Regions from separate parts of the Mus musculus genome. Here region 1 is linked to region 2. Evidence: chromatin contacts called from public promoter capture Hi-C data. All regions are on one chromosome and are shown on one strand. Each heading gives the region's core, a stretch centred on a gene start, on an enhancer-like site or on the middle of the called end of the contact. The rest is flanking DNA. Distances are from core to core; before and after follow the strand shown.

The links. Promoter capture Hi-C pulls out the DNA fragments that hold promoters and counts their contacts.
Region 1: a contact with region 2 is called in a promoter capture Hi-C map of liver, with 2.7 times the contacts expected there. The contact joins the promoter of Tmem255a here to the promoter of Ndufa1 in region 2. A contact is called at or near these places in 2 of 39 promoter capture datasets (hippocampal neurons and liver).

What each region holds. Positions count from the first base shown.
Region 1 is chrX:38,250,489-38,253,886 of GRCm38.p6, reverse strand. Tmem255a (transmembrane protein 255A) reads left to right here and starts at 1,406. Exons shown (of 10, transcript NM_172930.4): 1 at 1,406-1,643. The coding sequence starts at 1,586.
Region 2 is chrX:37,189,477-37,192,740 of GRCm38.p6, reverse strand. It overlaps Ndufa1 (NADH:ubiquinone oxidoreductase subunit A1), which reads left to right and starts at 1,503. Exons shown (of 3, transcript NM_019443.2): 1 at 1,503-1,752; 2 at 2,778-2,867. The coding sequence starts at 1,651. Rnf113a1 (ring finger protein 113A1) reads right to left here and starts at 1,519. Exons shown (of 1, transcript NM_153503.2): 1 at 274-1,519. The coding sequence starts at 1,349. The coding sequence ends at 324.

The sequences.
Region 1 (3,398 bases), core at 157-2,656, 1.1 Mb before region 2:
TTCACCCGGTTGGTTCACGGTCAAGTCAGGAGGGGTGTGTGTGTGTGTGTGCGCGCGCGCGCGCCGCTCCCGGGTGCGCACATGTATGAACATGTGTGTTTGTCGAGATGAGAGGTAGATGTCAGGGGTGGTCCTTAACCACTCTCTCCACCTTATTTTGTGAGACAGCATCTCCGCATTGGACCTGGAACTGGCCAGCACCCCTGGGGAATCCTCCTGTGTTTGCCTCCCCAAGGCTGGGATTACAAATAAGTGCTGTTGCACCTGATTTTTCACTTGGGTGCAGGGGCATGGGACTCAGACCTCGGGCTTGCCAAACAGATGCTTTGTATATTGACCCCCTCCCCCTAGCCTGTCTGGACAATTTTACACTTAGCTTGGATTGAGTTGTGGAAGCAGGGCTGGAGAGATGTCTCAGCCCTTAAAGGCTAGGCCTTCACAACCTAAATTAGGAGTTGTGCAAGCAGGGCCACAGAGCCTGCCTCCTTAGCAAGAGCATTTGATATCCAGGTTTGCATCTCACCTCTGTAATTTAGTAGCTGCAAAGGCATGGAGAGTTTCAACTGATACTCAGTTTCTTCATCTGCAAAATGGGTCTATGGATCATTCCTTTTTCTCCCTTACACGGCTGCTATGGTCTAAAAAAGCCTATCTTGATATAAAATCTCCTGGAACAAAAATACAAACTGGGGTACTGATAGAGTGTCATGTTTTCTTTAGCTGAACCTCCTTATAACTCTTGGGGGGGGTTGTTGCTTTTCAAATTATCAGTTGTGATGAATAAGGCTGTGTTCTCTGTCTCTAACTGTATAATTTTATACACTCCGGTCACATCCCTTCTCAGCCTTCATCGTTCTAGACTAAAGAGTGCGCATTTGTTTAATCTATCTTCATAAGGCATTCTGCCCCCCCTCCAACCACTACCATCCTTTTGATTATAGAGTGGCCCTTTTCTGGACTGTCTCCAGCTCCATTATGTTATTCTGGAAGCTGTAAGATCAGACCTGAACAAGTGTGTGTGTGTGTGTGTGTGTGTGTGTGTGTGTGTGTGTGTGCCTGTCTGTCTGTGTCACTGTGTGCATTCTCCAGCTCCGAACCTCTAACTCTGTCCCCCTCCCCAATTATGAATCTTGTAAAAGAAAAGATGATCGCCCAAGACCTTCTGTTCAAACTGGGAGAAGGCCCCTTGGCCTCAGGCTGAAGCCTCCTTTTTCTCTCTGCGCAGCTTTGGCCCCAAGGGGCGAAACGGTCTCCCTGTCTGGCAGGCTGGGAGGTGGATAACTAGGATGGGGAGGCCGAGGGGGGAGGAAGAAAGGGGGGGTCTTGCGCAAGCGCACGCTGCTGCATGGACGCCAATGCTGCTGCCTCCCGGAGCAGAGGGAGGCAGAAGAGGAGGGAGGGAGAAGAGGGGGAGGGAGGGGGAGGCGGCACTTGGGCTGCAGCTCTCAACCCGAGGCAGTCAGTCCCTCTCAGCGCTAGGGAAGACCGAGAGAGGCAGCGGCAGAGTAGGATGCTCTGCGGGGCGCCCTGAGCCAGGGGCTCTTGAAGCAGCTTCGGGGACAGGGGCAACTGGACAGCTTTCACCATGCATCAGTCCCTGACTCAGCAGCGGTCCAGCGACATGTCCCTTCCCGATTCCATGGGTAAGTCCTGTCCTCTGGGAGGCAGCAGTAAGGGGGTAAGTGCGTTGTCCCCAGGACAGCCAGCTCCTGCCTGCCCCAGTGCCAGCCAGAGAGAGGGCAACCGGGATGGGGGTCCACAAACTCGAGTATCTGGAAGGTGGACCAGAGCCCCAAGGGAGCGGCCCAGCTGTGACAAGTGTGACGCGCTTGAGATTGGAGCGCCAAGCTAGGGTTGGAGTAGCCTTACCTAGCCCGGAGTGCATGTGAGTGTGTGTGTGTGTGTGTGTGTGTGTGTGTGTGTGTGTGTGTGTACAGACTTGCAGCTGTGGTAAATCTCAGCTGTCTGGGCATCAAAACACTTCCTCCAAACCTGTGCCTTTGCTTTCGATTCGACGCTCCTTCTTTGCAAAGTCCACATCACTTCTAAGATCACGACTAATGATAATTAGAAGAAGCAGGATCTTACCCCCCCCCAACACTCACACACACACACACACACACACACACACACACACACACACACACTCACTCACTCTAGGTGATATCTTGAAATTCAGACCTGCAGTGGTCCGGGAGCTGATTTACACTTCGCAGACCCGGTGTGTGGGGTGGGGTGGTGGTGGTGGGGTGCTACTCAAGGGAATGGGGGTAGAAGAAAGGGTATGCTGGCAGGACGGGAAATCCTGGGGAATCACTCAAGACAGCACAGCCTGGACATACGTAGCAGAATGATCAGTCCTTGAATTTGATTTCTATTCTACTCCAAACGCAGAGAGAGAGAGAGAGAGAGAGAGAGAGAGAGAGAGAGAGAGAGAGAGAGAGAGAGAGAGAGAGAGAGAGAGAGAGAGAGGTGGGGGGTGGTGGTGGTGAGAGCACTAGAAAAATAGGATCCAGCGCAAGCCCGCGCATCTTCTGAAGTCGCGCTTTCCTCTTCAGCGGAATGAAGGGGGAGGGGCACCTTTCAACACCTTCCTAAAATCTAGAGGTCCGCTACCGTCTTGCACCAACTTGGAGGCCCCTCGAGGGTGCTTTTCGGTAGCTACAAACGAATTTTAAGAAATAAAAAACAAAACGAAACAAAACAAAACAATTGCCTTTCGCTGTTAGGCACCTTCCTAAGTCTTCGCTGGGAGAAGAAATTAATTTGGAGCCTTGGGTAAGAGTGAAGGGATTGTGGAGCCATAATTCCACCTAAACTTAAAAATTGTCACTTTAATCTAGCCCAATTCGTCGTTTCTATCATATTTCACATTCTGCAAAACTCCTCTGTCCCGAATCTCTGCCATTCAGTCTTCTCAGCTCTTCTCCGATGAATTTGCTGGAACATGCACAGGGGAGGGGCAAGGAGATTGAGCCCAGTGTGAGCTCTCCGCTGCCTGCAAAAGACTCAGTCGCAACAAATTTCGTTCAAGGGCCCCCGAAAGTGTTATCATCTGAACGGTGGAAGGCCTGTCAGTAGAAGCCCTGCACTTTTCATTTTTAAGGTCGTAGTTATCTGGTGCTGGATGCAAAATGAGGCCAAGGTCTGGGGTCCAAATCCGAACCCAGCAGTACCAGACTTTCCAGTACCCTCCCCGCCCCCCACTCCACCCCTCGCATACACAGGCACACAGAACTCCAAAAGCACTCCTTGCCTTGGCCAGCTGCGGCGCTACCATGGCTCAGGCGCTACAGCATGAAAGAGCTGGGCGCGAGAGGGCGAGGGTTCTGCAGAGCCCATCCCAACTGTGTGCGGCAACCACCTGCAAACCAAACCCTCCCCACCCAGAACCCCGT
Region 2 (3,264 bases), core at 254-2,753:
TGTACCAACAGATAAAGCATCAGAGTAATTTCTAAACTATTCAAATGTGATATAATAGAATCAGTTCTTGATGTCATCCCGACTTGGGTTCCCTTACGTAAATCCTAGCATTGTTCATGAACTTCTCCCATCCACATGACCTATGCTATAGTCATGGAAGTTATTTCAGGTCTAGAATTCCAGATAATACCTATCTTGAAGCTTTTCCTCTGGAGCCCTACTCCATCGCCTACCTTCTCTGCCACTTCCCTTTAGAAAGAAAGAAAGAAAAGATTTTAAGAAACAACAAAACATTTATTTTGAGACTGAGAATTATGGAAAGTCTAAATAATGGAAACTGGACTCTCCTCTATGTCTTCTAGAGAATCAGAAACACCACCCTCTGCTTCAGCTCGATGCTTTCCCAGTTTAGCAATCAGTTCTTTGGCTGGATTAAAGACGCCATTGGTCTGCTGGTCACAGACATAGCAGCGTGAGGTGGTACGGAAATGCTGCAATGCACAGCGCTCGCAGAAATAATGCCTACACTTGGTGACAACTGGATTTTGGAAGGTCTGGCGACAGATGAAACACTTGAATGGTATTTCCTCATCATCGCTTCCCACTTCGTAGTTTTCGTCCTCATAGACACCATAGCGACCCTCATCAAGCTCACGTTCGATCTGCCACCCGTGCTTGTAATCTGAACGATCATGGAGGAATTTGCAGCTGTCCCCGAAGCCGCAGAAACCAGTCTCCTTGTAGTCCTTACAGATATCGGGCTGGTAATCCCAGCGCACGGTGGCACGTAGATGCTCAGGAGCTCGGATAGGGCCTTTCCTCACCATCCCGGAGGAAGCATTGCCCATGGATGTATCCTTGGGCTTCACGTACTTCTGATAATTATTGATTCCCCGATAGATCTTGTCATCTTCCTTGCCCCTCAGCTCCTCCTGGATCTTCTGGCTCCGCTCAAAGATGGACTGTGCATCTCGATCCTTCTCAGTGTCCAGTTCGTAGACGGCGGTCGCCCCCATATCCTCGGGCCCCACGGGTTTTGCCGAACGGGTAGACTTGTAGACGACGCCGAGACCCTCCGGTTCATTCTCGTCCTCGCTACTCAAGCCGCCATAGGTTGCCTTCTGTTTAGCGCTGCCACGCGTCTTCTGGATCATCGGATTGTGGGTCGCTTGCTTCTTCTCCGGGCGGACCACAGAGCTGCCTTCATCACTGCTGCTGCAGCTGTCCCCGGAGCCTGCATCACAGAGCCGGCGCTTTCGGCGGCCCGCCGCTCCTTTCCGCCCAGGCTTTTTGAAGAGGAACGTGCACACCTGACGGGTAGAATTCCCGGGAGAAAGTTGCTCCGCCATTTAGAGATCCCCAAGTTCTGAAACTGCCGCGACGTCCGGGACCGCTTCGCGTCGTCACACTCCGTGGTGGTCTCTGATGCAGCGGATCAGATAGGAGGAGTAGGACGACAGAAAGAATCCTGTCCGGGAACGCTTGCTGGACCGCGAACGCCAGTCACTTTTGGGCCCCCACAGCCACCGTCGCTTCCTCCTCCGGAGCCGTACGGGGCACCGCCCCTCCCGCGTGCTGCCGGAAGAGAGGTAAAGCCGGGTCACCTCTGAGGAGCCGGTGACGGGTTGGCGTGCGAGTAACGGTGCGGAGATGTGGTTCGAGATTCTCCCTGGCCTCGCCATTATGGGGGTGTGCTTGGTCATCCCCGGGGTGTCCACTGCGTACATCCACAAATTCACCAACGGGGGCAAGGTAAGGCGGCCGACTCGGCCGCGGGTGGGGGACGGTGGGGGACGGGGGCCATTTATGGTGGGGGACGGTGGCCGTTTGGATGCGCCTTCGCTCTGTGAAGAAGAAGCCATCTAAGGGGGATCCTCCTCTTAATGTTGCCTGAACGCGGAGACTTGGGATTCCACCTTTTAACTTTAGTAAAACATAGCCAGTTTGAGGGCTGAGGAGGAGTGGCCCAAAAGGCAAAATCTATTCGGCAGTTAGCAAGGTAGATGACAAGAGTTGGGCCCTGGTTCCTAGGCAGAGGGAGAAAGGTGTTAGTCATGTCCCCGCTCCTTCCCATCGTTCATCTCCTTGCGGACACTGTTTAATTGATTTTGGTGGATGTATTTGTGCCTTTGAGTGCAGGAGCCCGCGGAGATCAAGAGAGGTCCCCGGGTCTCTTGGAACTAGTAGTTAAAGGAGGCTAGGAGGCAGCAGAAGTGGGTGCCACGAATCCAGTCCACTGCAGGAGCAAAGAGCAGTCAAGTCCAGGAAAGCTGGTACTACTACAGTGAAGCCCCGTCTCAAAAAAAAAAAAAAAAAAAAAGAAGTAGTTGAGAGGGGGAGGAGGATAAAGGAAAAAAATCAGTGGTGTTGGTCCCCTCCCCCAACTCAAAAAGGGAGAAGGCTGAGAAGTCAGTTGCCATCATGGTCTGGTTTCATTTAGGAGATTTTGGCTTTGTATTAGTCATTTAGCTTTTGTTTTAACTTTGTCAAGATTTACTATCTATGTATGTGTCTGCTGCTGTCTGTGTGCACCCATGAAGAGTAGAAGAGGGTATTGAATCTCTCCTGGACTTGCAGTTATGACCCCTCCCCCCCCCAAATAAAATCCAACCAACTTGGTGCTGGGAAGCCAGTTGAGCACCCAAGAATAGCAGGCAGGTACCCTTCCCCTCTGAGCTATCTCTTCAGCCTCTAGTATGTCATTTAAGAAAAATTGTGGGGTATATCTTTTTACTGGGTCACTTATATTTATAAACTGCCTTGTCCTTTATTTAAAGGAAAAACGAGTTGCTCGTGTTCAGTACCAGTGGTATCTGATGGAACGCGATAGACGTATCTCTGGAGTCAATCGCTACTATGTGTCCAAGGTAAGATGACTAAAAGAATTGTGGTGGCTTCTGGTAATGCCTTGCCTAAGGTCATACAGGGCTCATTTACTTTGCATGGTTTTTACTAGTGTGGTATACAAACTTTATATATATATATATATATATATATATATACACATACATACATATATAGATAGATGCTCAGTGTATGTGGTGTGCATGCATACATGTGTGTGTGCACTTGTTCATGCATGTGCATATGGAGGGCACACCCATTTATTTACTTGGTTGGTTGATTTGTAATTGAGACAGGGTCTTAATATTTAGCCTTTGCTTGCCTGGAATCCGCTATGTAGACTAAGCTGGCCTTGAAGTCATAAATTGGCCTACCTCTGGCTCCTGAGTGCTGGAATGAAATGTGTGCACTAGCAGGCCT